2 separate regions of the Sus scrofa genome follow, and region 1 is linked to region 2. Evidence: chromatin contacts called from public HiChIP or PLAC-seq data. All regions are on one chromosome and are shown on one strand. The core of a region is the stretch at or near the end of the contact, and the rest is flanking DNA. Distances in the headings are between cores, read along the strand shown. Region 1 has its middle 310 kb from the start of DHX15. Region 2 has its middle 220 kb from the start of PPARGC1A.

Region 1 (6,646 bases), core at 571-3,070, 140 kb after region 2:
CGAGAAAAGAGCGTTTCAGAACAAACTGGAAGAATGGGGTTTTGCCAAGCATTTCTTAATTGGCGGCAGGTAGCAGCAGCCTTGAGAGGCTCTGTAAAATATGCGAGTGATGGCTGAAAAGGCGGTGTTAAAGATTACAGACTTCACTCCCTGTCTGATGTCGACTTCGTTCTTAGCCTGGCCCTTCTTTCTAGATTTAGATACAGCTCAAAAGAGACTCAGACTTTGAAGACCCAGGCAGAAAATTGTGCGAGTCACATGGAGTCATTTCGACGGTTTTCTCAGCTGTTTCCTAAGAAAACAGATTTAACATTTGTCACCTTCCTTCCCGAATAAGGAAAGCGATTTCACTTTCTCCCGAAGCAAAAAAACCACAAGGTGGATTTGGCATTTTGTTGAGGGCAGGGTGGGGTTCAGATGAATGGTGTGTGGAGGGTTTCTTTGTTTTTACAATCATTCAATCCTTACACACCCATGCAGGAAGCTAAAGGGATTGCCCACGCCTCTTCCTGGGGCTTCCTAATTGAATGATCCCACCACGAAACTGTTCTCCTCTATTCCCCTCACCGCTTCTCTTTCCATTCTCCCTGTTGCACATCTTGGGCCATAATTAGTTTCTGGAATAGAAGAATGGCTGGGGGACAGAAGAGAAGGGAACGAGAAGAAGGAAGAAACCAGAAGTGGGCAACACATGATGAAAAGGGCTTTTTTTTTTTTCTTTGTATGTCTAAATTGACAGTCAAAGTATTTCCTCTATCAGGTCAGGTCATCAGACCAGCAATTCTTGAGCATGTATCATACACTATATTCTTTATACATATTAGGTCGCTGATTTCCAATTACCTTATAAGTGATGCAGTATTGCGCTTACGTAACAGGCGAAGAAGTGAAGGCTTAGATCGAAGCTAAATAGCTTGTCCAGAGTCACATTAGCGAGTGACAGTGAGGGCTGGAGCCCAGATGCAAACCCAGGTTGTCTGCCTCCAAATCCAGTTCTGACACCTATATCCTTACAATCAAAGAGAGAGTTAGGGAAATTGCTCATGAACAATGACCCAGGCAGTCATCACACTAGATCAACCAGGGGCGATTTTTGCTCCCGAAGGGACCCTGAGGAATGTGGTTATCACAATGGGTCAATGCAACTAGCGTCTAGTGAACAGAGGCTAGAAATGCTCCAAACAGCATACCATCCACAGCACAGCCCCCACAATGAAAAATGATGAGGTCTGAAATATTAATAGCATCACGCCCAAGCTCAGAGACTGCACCAGAGGCTCCCATTATTATGTAAAATGGGTCCTCTGCCACCAACCCCTGACCTTCTGTGCTAAACAGGAGAACAGATCCTAACTCACAGATATACAGTGACGTGTTTAACCAGGTCTGGAGCTGGCCATTTTTAAGAATGGGGTGGCGGGGGGAGGGGGGGATGAGAAGGAAGAAAAAGAAAAGAAAGAAGAAAAAGGAAATGAACAAGAAAAGGAGAAGGAGAAAAGTAACATTAGAAACCCACAGGGCGGCATTCAACAGCTGGATCACATTACATGGAACTCCGCCCCAGTGACAGCACAACAGGCTGCTTTTGTGTCTTCATGAATAACGCAGTGCGCTGGGCAAATGCGTTTCCCCATTTAGAAACAGGTAGTTAATGGGAATTGAAGTGATCAAATGCTGTGTACCCCAAGGTTACTTACATCACAGGCCTGGGTGGCCCAGAGCTCATAAATAAAGCATCGGAGTGTCTTATTTTAGGCCTGGGCAGATAAGCAAAAGCTTGCATCATGTGAGCGGAGCTCACAGCGCGACATGACACTGAGCCGGCTCATTCCAGGACCTCTTGGAATGTGACATTTCGAGCACAGTACACCGAGTTCATGCCCTGTGGAAGCTCCGTGGCCCACCATGCCTTAATTTTCCACCATCTCCTTGATGCGGCTGCCGCGAGAGAGGCTGTCGCTGAACTGGACTTTAAACGATGCCAAGCTCATTCCCTACTATGCAGAAGCTCATTGGCAGCCCATTTACAACTTATAACTCTGATTTACTCATTTGCTGGGACGGGGACCACACACAGCTGGACAGCCTGCCAGCTCGCCCAGACCATTCCCTCGGAAAAGGTTTGGCCCCACTTCTAAGCCAGCTTGGCAGCTCAAAAAACAGCTGCCAGACCATGGCGGAATGTGGAGCTGCCTATAAGAAAAGAAAAAGGTCTGTTCTTCGCCTCAAAGTTTTGCACATAATTATGTAATCATATCCCTATTCAGATACTTTGACATAAATTGTGCTTAATTAAATTGTTGCTAATGTGTTGTTTTATTATTAGTTCATGGCTTGTTTGCCAATATCCACCCACATGCCGTGTGCAACACACACACACACACACACACACTGATGCTCAACCATACCAGTGTTGTTGCTTTGAAAATAATGGAAATGTTCTCTGTGAATAATTTCTCTATTTGACAGAATCACAAAATTTTTTCCAAGAGTGCTTATTCACATGGGATACAAATGGCTGGATGAATAACTCTAACGCGATAATTTGCTGTGTTACTGTTTCTTTTCTCATAGACTTCCTATAATCTGATAATATCAATCAAATACTATATGCTCTGCATGAAATAAATTCTCCCTACTACAAAAAAAAAAAAAAAAAAAAAAACAGCTCTCGTAATAAATATGTATTTCCCAGTAATCAGTGTTACGCTGTCTGATTCCAATCCTGGGACCCCGAGAAAATCTCTTCCATATATGTTTGTAAACTTGAATCTGGGGTCTGAATTTCCTACAAGGTTGTATCATGAGTCACTGATGAAAAACCACCACTCAGTCACCATGAGACCACCTTCTGGGAGAAGGGACATTTTTCTCTAATACACATCACCTCTCTTTCTGCACCTGGAATCTGCCCAGGTACCAACTCCTCTGCCTCTCACACTGTTTCTCAAAGTGTAGGCCTCCCAAAACCTTCCTATTAGAAATAGAGGCTGTCATCAGCTTTTTTAGGATGCTTAAAAAACGGAGATTCCTAGATGCCACGCCAAACCGATTAGACCTTGAACCTCGACAGGAATCTGCTTCTTCAACAGCATGTACAGGTGAAATGGGCTTGCTTTCTCCTTTGAGGCTAAAGGAATATGGACTGTTGGGTAGCGGAGAGAAAGCAAAACTATATTATTAGGCAATTTTCCTTGGAACAAGGGATGCAAATGAGATTGTGGAAAATGTGCCCATTAACTCACTGCATTGGAAGTAAATTGATATCAAAAATTTCAGGCTAAAAACCATCAGTTGGCTAATGCCCTAAATCCTCTCAACCTAACCCCCCCCCCCACACACATACACACACAAAAACAAAAAACAAAAATCTGATCTTCAGAAATGACAACCGTCTGGGGTTCCTCCCGTTGTGGCTCAGTGGTTAACAAACCTGACTGGTATCCATGAGGACTCGGTTTAATCCCTGGCCTCCCTCAGTGGGTTAAGGATCTGGCATTGCCGTGAGCTGCGGTGTAGATCACAGACACGGCTCGGATCCCGAGTTGCTGCGGCTGTGGTATAGGCTGGCAGCTACAGCTCCGATGAGCCCCCTAGCCTGGGAACCTCCCACATGCCACAAAAAGGAAAAGGCGTAAAAATGGAGAGAGAAGCATTTCTTCCATGATATACTTTAGAATGGATTTTCAACCAAAAAAGGTTGAAACAAAACTTTTCCTAGATAAAACACCACTTACCGCTCCAGCACTCCAGCGCCAGTTCTATATTTTGCCCGATAATAATCACTTTGGTTTTCTAGCCCAGCTCATCATCATTGTGATGACAGAGTACAGGGACTTTATTTATTTATTTTTTTATTTATTTTGTCTTTTTTTGCCATTTCTTGGGCCACTCCCACAGCATATGGAGGTTCCCAGGCTAGGGGTCGAATCGCCCGAGCCACAGAAACGCAGGATCCGAGCCGCATCTGCAACCTACACCACAGCTCACGGCAACGCCAGATCGTTAACCCACTGAGCAAGGGCAGGGATCGAACCCGCCACCTCATGGTTCCTAGTTGGATTCGTTAACCACTGCGCCGCGACGGGAACCCCGAGTACAGGGACTTTAGCACAAAGTTCCAGAAGAGGCTCAAAGGTAAAATGGTACCATAATTTACACCACAGAGATTCAGCTCTACCTGCAGAATTAGACCTGCACCCACACAGCACCCCCAGGGTTGAAGACTTCAAACACCTCTGTTAACCTGATGCCAGGCAGTTGCTAAGACAGACAAGGGTACGCAGTGTGTTCATTTAGCAACAGTGTGATCATTTATTAATATCTTTCATTAATGTTGTGCTCATGGCCATGGTCATGTGAAAGGAGTCACAGAGGAAGACCTGCGTTTTCTGTCTCTCCGTGCCCCCCATGACACCTAACATCTGGTTGGGCATACAGCTGCGCCCTAAAAGATGCACGAGTCATGATAAGGGCCATCCCATGAGGGTTGTCATCCAACCTTGGTCTGAGGTTACAAAGACCAAGGTAAGCACCTTTTAAACCTTCTGCTTCTTGGAGTGCCCGTGGTGGCGCAGTGGTTAACGAATCCGACTAGGAACCATGAGGTTGCGGGTTCGACTCCTGGCCTTGCTCAGTGGGTTGAGGATCCGGCGTTGCCGTGAGCTGTGGTGTAGGTTGCAGACGTGGCTTGGATCCCGTGTTGCTGTGACTCTGGCGTAGGCTGGTGCCTACAGCTCCGATTCGACCCCTAGCCTGGGACCCTCCATATGCCGTGGGAGCGGCCCAAGAAATGGGAAAAAGACCAAAAAAAAAAAAAAAAACCTTCTGCTCCCAACACCAGGGACCCGGGTTTCCTCCCCACAAGCCTCAGTGCTGAGAGGGCAGCCTTGTGTCACCTGGGCAAAAAGCACATCACCAGGCAGCTCCTTGCAAATTCCGATCTCTTTACCTTGAAACCACAGAGAAGAAAAGTGTCCTACCCTCTCCTAGGGACCATGACACCTCTGCCTAGATGCCAGCTGTGTTGGAGATTTTACCGCGTGGCCCTGGGCAGCTCATTTAACCTCTCCGTGTCTTAATTTCTTCAGCTGGAAAATGAAGATGCCACCTACAGCACGGGCACAGCGTTTCAAGGTTAATGCGCGAAGCTGATATTGAAACGCAACGTTGCAGGAGAAATGTCTAATTCCGGGGAGGAAGTCAGGCACAGCAGTGCACTTCTGGTGGTTATAACATGTGCGGCATCGCGAGGCTGGGCCCTAAGGTTAGTAGCGCACTAAGCCATTCGCAGTACACCACCTGGAGTCTTTTATTGTTATTGCCAAGCGAGGTTGATAAAGCAAACAAAGCAAAGGGTCGGAGCCCTAATTTATCAAAGGTATTGATACGGATCCGATACCGACAGGCCACAGGCCACTTTTAGATGCAGATCAATAAATCCATCTCATAATACAGTGCCGTCCTGGCACTTCATCCCCAAATCCATCCATCTAGATATTAGAAATCCATCCTGCTTTGCCTGCAGTCTGTCAAATGTCACCACAGAGTGCAGACGCCGCCCTGCCAAGTCTATATCCTGAACTAAATCCCAATGGAAACTTCCCAGATATAAATAACCACCAGGAACATACAGGGAAGAAAAATAGCTATGAAGTTTCACTCTTACTTTTTTTTTTTTCCTTTTAGCCCGTGACAAGTAAAAAAATCATAGAGTTACTCGCTCTCCGAAAACAATCTAAAACCCAAAGGTTTAACCAATTCAATTTTCTAGTCACTGTGACAACTATTTTCATCCCCAGAACAGCGCTGGGGGCACGAATACAGGACTAATCCCAGGGTACTTTCACGGGCAAGCCCCGCTGGAAACTCTGAGAGAAGCTTCCGTTCCCGGACTCGCTGTGGGCAAGGGCATCTGATGACTCTCAGAGTCTCTTGCCATGAAGACAGATGCTTTATTTACAGTCAGGGAGGGAGAAACCTGCTACTTGGGAGTTGATTATTGAGATCCTAGGCAATCAGTGGTGAGAAGGTCCAGCTTCAGAGGGAGTGGGGAAAATCCATTCAGGGTTTGCAAGGCCCAGGAGAGCAGCATAAAGAAAATAAAGGGGCGGGGGGGGGGGCAGTGCGATGGACTGGGATTTGGGGTTGGTAGATGCAAACTATTACATTTAGAATGAATAAGCAGTGGGGTCCTATTGTGCAGCACAGGGAGCTACAGCCAGTCTCTTGAGATCCATCATGATGGAAGATAACATAAGAAAGGGAATATATGGAATATATGTATATATACATATATACACACTTACAATTGGGTCACTATGCTGTGCAGCAGAAATTGACACAACACTATAAATCAACTCTACTCTAATAAAAATTAAGTTGAATACATCTAAATATTTTAAAAATAGAGAACACTGGGTCTGGAATACCCAGACTTGAATCCTGTCGAGTTAAGAATGTGTGGTCTTGGAGCTCCCACTGTGGCACAATGGGATCAGCAGCATCTTGAGAGTGCTGGGTTGCAGCTTTGATCCCTGGCCTGGCATGGTGGGTTAAGGATCCAGCGTTGCTGCAGCTGTGGAGCAGGTCGAGACAGCGGCTCGGATCTGATCCCTAGCCCAGGAGCTCCATATGCCATGGGACA
Region 2 (7,557 bases), core at 4,425-6,924:
TGGGATGCTGCTGTAGAGCCCAGGGAACTATATCTGATCACTTGTGAGGGAACATGACAGAGGATGGTGTTAAAAAAAAATAATGTGTATATATATATGATGTGTATATATATATATATATATATATATATATGATGTATGTATATATGTGATCTATACATGACGTGTGTGTGTATGATGTATGTATATGTGTTTGTATAACTGGGTCACTTTGCTGTACAGCAGAAATTGACAGAACATTGTAAATCAACTAAAATTAATTTTTTTTAAAAAAGAGGTAGCTATCTGTTAGGCTGGAAACATCATTCCTTCTTCCTACCCACCCCCCATAAAGGTCCTCGAGCAGACTGCCATGGGGCTCAGATTTCATCAGGCATATCTTTTGGTTTCAAGAACTTTTCTGCCTCTTGTCTATGAAATTGCAAATACTCCTAGGAGGAGTAGCCTAAAGCTTTACCTCCTAACACTTTGTCACAGGTTATTTTTCAATTCAGCGTAGAGAATAAGACTCTTTGCAACCAGGCAAGAAATCATGATGGGGCCAGAGGAACCTCAGAAGAGGAGAAAGGCTTAGAACAGAGGAGGTGAGGGATTGCCAAAGCCCCCCAGGCACACATAACTTTAAGGAATATAAATTCAGGAATTCCTGCAGTGACACAACAGGATCAGCGACATCTCTGGAGGGCTGGGATGCAGGTTCGATCCCCAGCCCTACACAGTAGGTTAAGGATCCCGCATTGCCACAGCTGCAGGGTAGGCTGCAACTGCAACTGGGATCTGATCCCTGGCCCAGGAACTCCATATGCCACAGGGTAGCCAAAAAGAAAGAAAAGAAAGAAATATAAATTCCAAGACTCATGAAAACTGACTTTATCACCCACCAGATTCTTCGAAGATTATTAAAAACTATCCAGTTGGTTTACATATTTGCAGCACACACCTAGGTTCTCAGAGCTGTTACAAAATGCATGTTGTATAACAGCAGGGGTAGGGATATGCTCTTTCTTCTTCATTTACGCCTAAAGCTAACATCTTAATGCCAGGGAAACCTCAGATACAGTCCAAGAATTTCAAACTAGGAGGCAATAAGAATGAGAATTTAGTTAGCAGGTGGGCGAAGGGCTTGTTACTCAAAGTGCACAGAGCAGCGTCACCTAGAAGCCTGCTGGAAAGGCAGAAACGCAGGCTCCGCTCCAGATCTCCGAGAACCTATTTGCATTTTATCAAGGCTGATTCATGACATTTAAGAAACAAAGGGTGATTTGTCTTGAAGATCGACTTGCATAGCAAGCTTTATTTATCTTATTATTTTTTTCTTAAGAGTGTAGGTTTACAGTGACTTGGGAATGGATTAACTGATAAATGTTACAGGGAAGAAGTGAGCCCCCGACTAAGAAACTGTTGGGTGCTACCTCTGGAGAATATTCTCAGTGATCTCACTTTTAAAACTAAGTGAGGATATTTTATGTATATAAATTTCACTGGAATAGAGTTGACTTACAAAGTTGTGTTAGTTTCAGGTGTATAGCAAAGAAAATCAGATATATATATATTCTCAGATATATATATATATTCTCTTCAGATATATATATATTCTCTTTAGATTCTTTTCCCACACAGTATTGAGTAGATTCCCTCATACTATACAGTGGGTCCTTGTTAACTATCTGTTTTGTATATACTAGTCAAAATTACATAAGGATTTTTATAAGCAGGATCTAGCAGGTGTGATGGGCAGGACTCCCGCCCTTAAATCACCCAACAACCTCGATGTACATGACTCTTCCACTTATTAGTTCAGAAAAACAGCTGATGACAAGTGAATGACGCCTCCTCTGGACATTTAGATGACTGATTTTGTACAAATCAATATCGAGTGCCACAAAATGTCAGAAAATACCAAATGAGGAGAAAAGAATCAATAGCTAACCTTGGAATTGAATGAGTGATGAATAATCTTTACCAACTAAAATAAATTAAACCAGGAAAACCAAGTTAAAGTAACATCAAGGATCTGGCTTTAAAACCACACACACACACAAATATGATGTCGAGGTTAGACCACTCGTGACAAACGTGCTGTTCCTTTTTTTTTTTTTTCAGGAAAGCACTGCGACAGGAACTACAAAATAAGACCTAAATTCATACTTTCTAGTTTCTGTCTGAACAGCATCATTTTTTAAGGTTCCACAACAAATAAACTCCAATTTGCAGATGCAGACGATGCGTTAACCTAGCAACCATGAAACCGGCACACATTTGATTCGCACTTTTGGGTTTTAGGGGGTAGGGATGGGGAGACAAATTCTCTAACTTATTTAATTCATTTTAGATTTTAAATGTGCCTCTTAGAGCTATCAACTCAGCCATAAATTTATAGAGACACAAAATGTCAGAATTCAAATCCAAATATTTTTCTTAGTCCTAAACTGGCATCAGAGATAAATCCAGTCCTGGAGCAGAAATCAAGATAAATGTCTTTCTTCATAAGTAAACAGATGCGAAGTCATTTTTTTTTTTTTACAACATTTTCTAGCTCATGGATTCTAAAAACATGAACTAAAGGCCTAATGTGTGTTAGCAATGGGGCTGGGTGCTAGGAATGAGAGGTGAGGAACCGTTGAGGCCCTCACTGTCCTGTGAAGGAGAAAGCCAGGCAAGTAAATCAACTTAGCCACAGTATCACCTGAGCTACGGAGAAGGGAGGATGCTGGTACAGCCTCAGGGCTCCATCCATCCCAACCCCCAGGATCGACCAGGTTCGGCGCCAGGAGTTCCGCTCTTATTGCAGTGTCCTTGGAGAAGGTCAACATGCAGACCCGGCCCCAGACCGTGGTATATAATCTAGGCTTAAGGCTTTGGGTGGTAGCATTTTTATTTTTTTATTTTTATGTTTTGGCCACACCCATAGGACGCAGACGTTCTCAGGCCAGGGATCAAACCCTTGCTCGCCACAGTAGTAACCAGAGCCGCAGCAGTGACAACACCAGCTCCTTAACCCACTGAGCCACCAGGAAGCTCTGGTAGCGTTTTTTAATAAAATAGTTTCTGGGAGTTCCCGCTGTGGCACAGTGGGTTAAGAATCTGACGACAACGGCTCAGATCCCTGAGGAGGTTCAGATTCAACCCCCCACCCTGGCACAATGGGTTAAAGGATCTGGCACTGCCTCGGCTGTGGCTTCAGTCACAGCTGTGGCTCAGATTCAGTCCCTGGCCCAGGAACTTCCATATGCCATGGATGTGACCATAAAAATTTTTTTTTTAAACAAAATACTTTCAGAAGTGTTTCAATGGGAATGAGGACCACTGCACCAACAAGAAGACTTCACAGCACTCTAACCTATGAACTCTTTTTTCTCTTTAGTTTCATCCAAATCCAAATATCTAAGGATGCAGACAAGACACTGATGCCTACACAAACTAACTCTTCTCTGCTAGATTCCAGTCAAATATGTGTATAAACAGAGAAATTTGGGGGCAAAGGTTCTTCTGACCTAATAGCCCCAAGGTGTTTCCCCAAAGGCCCCCTTAGGGGCTGACCACTCAGAGATCAGCAGAGATGTCTTTCTAATGGCACTTAACAAAGAGCATTGCTCTGGAAAACTGCCTTTCTTAAAGACAGAGGGACGGGAGCACACGCAAGCAAAGAGATTTAAAAATGCAGCTGCACAGCTCAGGAAAGTCTACTCCATAGTTGGAAACAGCCTATATGGGAAAAAAGAATGGACATGTTTAGGTGTGTGAGTGATTACGCCTGAAACTAATACAACATTGTTAAGTGAACTATCCTTCAACAAAACTTTTAAAAATAAAAATAGGAGTTCCCGGCGTGGCACAGCGGAAATGAATCTGACTAGGAATCATGAGGTTGTGGGTTCAATCCCTGGCCTTGCTCAGTGGGTTAAGGATCTGGCGTGGCTGTGGCGTAGGCGGGGAGCAACAGCTCCGATTTGACCCCTAGCCTGGGAACCTCCATATGCTGCAGGTGTGGCCCTAAAAAGACAAAAGACAAAAAAAAAAATAATTAAAATTTTTTTTTAAATGCAGCTTCTTTTGAAAGGCTTAGGGATAAGTAGGGACTGCGTTTCTTGGATTTGGGCAGAACGAGAGCCATTCGGGACTTTCTGATTTCTACCTCCTTGGGAGACATCTTCCAGTGCTTCCAGCTGTAGCTGCATCTCTCAGGCAGAGTTGCGGGCTGCTCTTTATTGGGGAATGGCAGAGGAGGCAGACAGCAGAAGGCCTCTTCTCCAAGAAGCAGCCACAGAGATGCAAACGATTGCCTTTGGAATCGATAAGCAAAGAGATCCTGTTGTGTAACACTGGGAACCACATCTAATCACTTATGAGGGAACATGATAAAGTGAGAAAAAGAATGTGTATGTGTATGAGTGACTGGGTCACCTTGCTGTACAGTAGAAAATTGACAGAACGCTGTAAACCAGCTCTGATGGAAAACATAAAAATCATTAAAAAAATAAATATTTACACACGCACACACACACACCAAAGCAGCCACAGGAAACATAGGGACAACTGTCAGCGTCCTTGCAACTTCCCACCTGAGGGGAAGGTTGCCACCTTTCCTCAAACAACACTAGACATGAGGACCACGAGCAGATCAGAAACCAAAACAAGCCACGGCCCCCCTGTGGATGGTTGTGGAAACATGGTAAATACATCAAACCAGGGGCCTGAATCGTGTCTCCGCTCTGGAAGGTTCCCCGGCCCCACCCTTTGTCACCGTGGTAGACACAGAAGCTAAAGGATGTTGAGTGTTTGCAATGTACCACGGGCTTCAATTTTTGAAACAATTCCCTACGATAGTATCATCATCTCTCCTTTGCTGATAAGGAGACGAAAGCAGGAACACGCTGAATCCCTTTCCAAAGGGCTCATGGCTCCCAAGGAGGGAATCCAGGACCAAGTAGATGATTCCAGAGCCCATCGTGGGAGCCACTCTCTCGGCTGCCGGCCCTTCTTCATCAGCGCCGCCCCTGGCAGAGACAGCCAGTGATGGCACCCGCGCCAGATTGAAGACACCCCAGGGACTATTCCAAGCCGCATCCCGGGATGCTAATAATATAGGGATCACCCCAAACACATGCAAACAATGGATGCCGAAGGCGTGTGGGAAACGCACAGACATGAAAGAACACCTAAGACTGAGAGGGGAGCCCTCCAGCACAGAGCCCTCGGGCTTACGGCTGAGGCAGGAAGCCCTTGCCTCTCCTTCTGGTCCACTGGGTCCTCACAAAGTCGTTTGCTTTTAACAAGCACTTAATGCCTTCTTTACAAAAAAGAAGGGGAGAAAAAGGAGGCTCGTAACCATATAATAAACCGGAATTCTAGCTGCTGCTCTGATGCCATGTGGTATTTTTGGCTGCGCGTCCTGCTCTTCTGGATTCCGATGGTAGGGTTGCTCCAGGAACGCAGGCTGGCTGCTGTCCCCAAAGGACCCCGAGGAGAACAAGAGGAACGAGCTCGCTGTCTTCAGCAGACAGGGGAGGTTTAACATAAATAAACTCCCACTTAACGTTTTCTCCAAAAAGAATCCATTCATTATCTTTATTTCCGACACAGTATTTATGAATTTCCTTTCAGCCGGGCCCACCGGGGCAAAACGTCACAACTCTGTGGTGAAATATCATGTGCGTGTGCTTCTCCTCCCAGTTAGATTAAGGCCAATGAATAAAAGAAAGGGGGAGGTGGCCCCTATATTTAGCTCTCCTTCCAACATCATGTCTCACGGGTATTAAAAATAGACCCAAATCACTTGAAGACATTCTGCAAAATCAAAGGCAGAAGAGCTTTCCAAGAGGAAGTTTTAAATGTGGGGGGGTTTGTTTTGTTTTGTTTTGTTTGCTTGCTTTCTCGTTGAGATTTTTTTCAGGAGCAAAAGCCTTGGTGCGCACCCCCACCCCACCCCACCGTCCTAGGAGGCAAGCGCACCACCCCCTCAGCTTCAGTTCTTTGTGGACTGGATTTTAAGAGAAATCCGAGCTGGCCCTTGGCAAAAAGTGTGAAATAGTCTGTGTAGAGCAATTCTCCGCTGTCGACAACCTTTTCCTCCACCTGGAGTCCTGACGCTCCCAAGGTCCCTGTCAGGGAGGGAGCAGCTCAGATTCAATTCGCTGAGCAAATATGTGTTATTTGTGATGGGCCAGGCACAGTGCCAGGCAGGGCAAAGTGGACAGAGGGGAGCAAAGGATGGAACGCCCTTGTTAGAGAGCCTGCCAGGCAATTCCGTGAATTAAGCAGAGCTTCCAGAGCATCACGGGCAACACAATTCGAAGAAGAGAGAGCTGCCGTCTTGCTGGAAGGTATCGGCATGGATGTCATGCTGGAGGCGGCATGTGAACCAGTGAAGACAGGGCGGGGATGTGAGGCTCAAAACGCATGAGCCCAGATGTGGAAGAAGATCAGGAATTAGCTCAGTGTTAACACCTCTTCTCAAAAATATAGGCCTGGTAGCCACCAGGAAACCACCTTTTTAGAACCAGTTGGAGAAATCATGTAGAACTTAAGAATGCAGCCCTTCTCAAATCCTGCAGTTCATCAGTTGTATAACTTGGGGCAATTACTTCCCTTCCCTGGGTCTCACTTTCTTATCTAAAAAATGGGGATCACACCCCATTGGGCTAATGTTCTCTGAGGTCATAATATGCATGTATAACACTCGGTCTAGGGTTATGACTCAAAGAAAGGGTAGGACTCAAGTGGGAGCTAGTTAAATTGGATCATATTCCAATATGCCTCTAACCACCTGGACCACCCACTCTCCCGGCAGAAAGCCTTTATAATATCAGGGTCCTGTGAGAGTAAGATCGTGTGTCCATTGCTTTCGCAAACATCTCGTTTGCAGACTACTTGGTGGCTCAAGCCACTTTCCAAAGGAAACTTTCCATTGGAAACTGCCATGACCAGTTTCCAATTACCGAAGCAAATGAGCCACCTTGGGGGGAAAACTAATTTAATTGGCTTTGATGTCAATCCATGACAGTCAAGCTCATCACACTCTGGAATCCCACATACGGAGTCTAGTGAAAAGCAGACGAGCATCTCCTGGGCTAGGGTAAGAGGGGGACGAGCCGTGAGGAAGTTAACAGCGAGGGAACAGAAATAGCAGGGGTGAAAATCCATGTGTATGGAAAAGCGCAGTGTTTCTCAAACTTCCGTGTTCCCACGGATCCCCTGGGACTCTTGCTCAAGTGAAGACTCAGATGCAGCAGGGCTGAACCAGAGCTCCCGGGGGGCATCTATGTTGTTGGTCCCTGGACCACAGTGAGAACAACAAGGGAATGGTGTTTCCTTTGGACCTAAGAAAGGACTAAGAGGGAAAACCAGGAGAGCCCCCAGTGAAAGAGGGGCAACTTGAAGAAGAGTCATGTCCAAACGAGATGGCAAGAGTACCACCAGGTGATCTGAGAGGCAGCCAAGCCAGAGATGTAAATACAGAGACACCATGTCCAAGGGGAAGGTTTTCAGAGCAGAAGAGGCCCCAGCGCACGAAGCTCCAGTGCATTACTCACACTGGCTGTGAGTCACTCACAGCCT

Evidence for each region. HiChIP or PLAC-seq counts read pairs in DNA pulled down with a chosen protein or histone mark.
Region 1: a contact with region 2 is called in an H3K27ac HiChIP or PLAC-seq map of skeletal muscle. The contact joins two enhancer-like sites. A contact is called at or near these places in 1 of 47 Hi-C or Micro-C datasets (fetal heart ventricle) and 1 of 2 datasets of contacts at active chromatin or transcription factors (skeletal muscle).

What each region holds. Positions count from the first base shown.
Region 1 is chr8:18,309,196-18,315,841 of Sscrofa11.1, forward strand. It overlaps a transcript of PPARGC1A not described here. Among named protein-coding and RNA genes, the nearest start is that of DHX15, 310 kb to the right of the region's middle. Within about 2 kb of position 1,821, at least 9 of the 83 cell types and tissues checked have an H3K27ac peak or open chromatin away from gene starts, as enhancers often do. A contact at or near this core is called in skeletal muscle, where this site is marked.
Region 2 is chr8:18,165,222-18,172,778 of Sscrofa11.1, forward strand. It overlaps a transcript of PPARGC1A not described here. Among named protein-coding and RNA genes, the nearest start is that of PPARGC1A, 220 kb to the left of the region's middle. Within about 2 kb of position 5,675, at least 8 of the 83 cell types and tissues checked have an H3K27ac peak or open chromatin away from gene starts, as enhancers often do. A contact at or near this core is called in skeletal muscle, where this site is marked.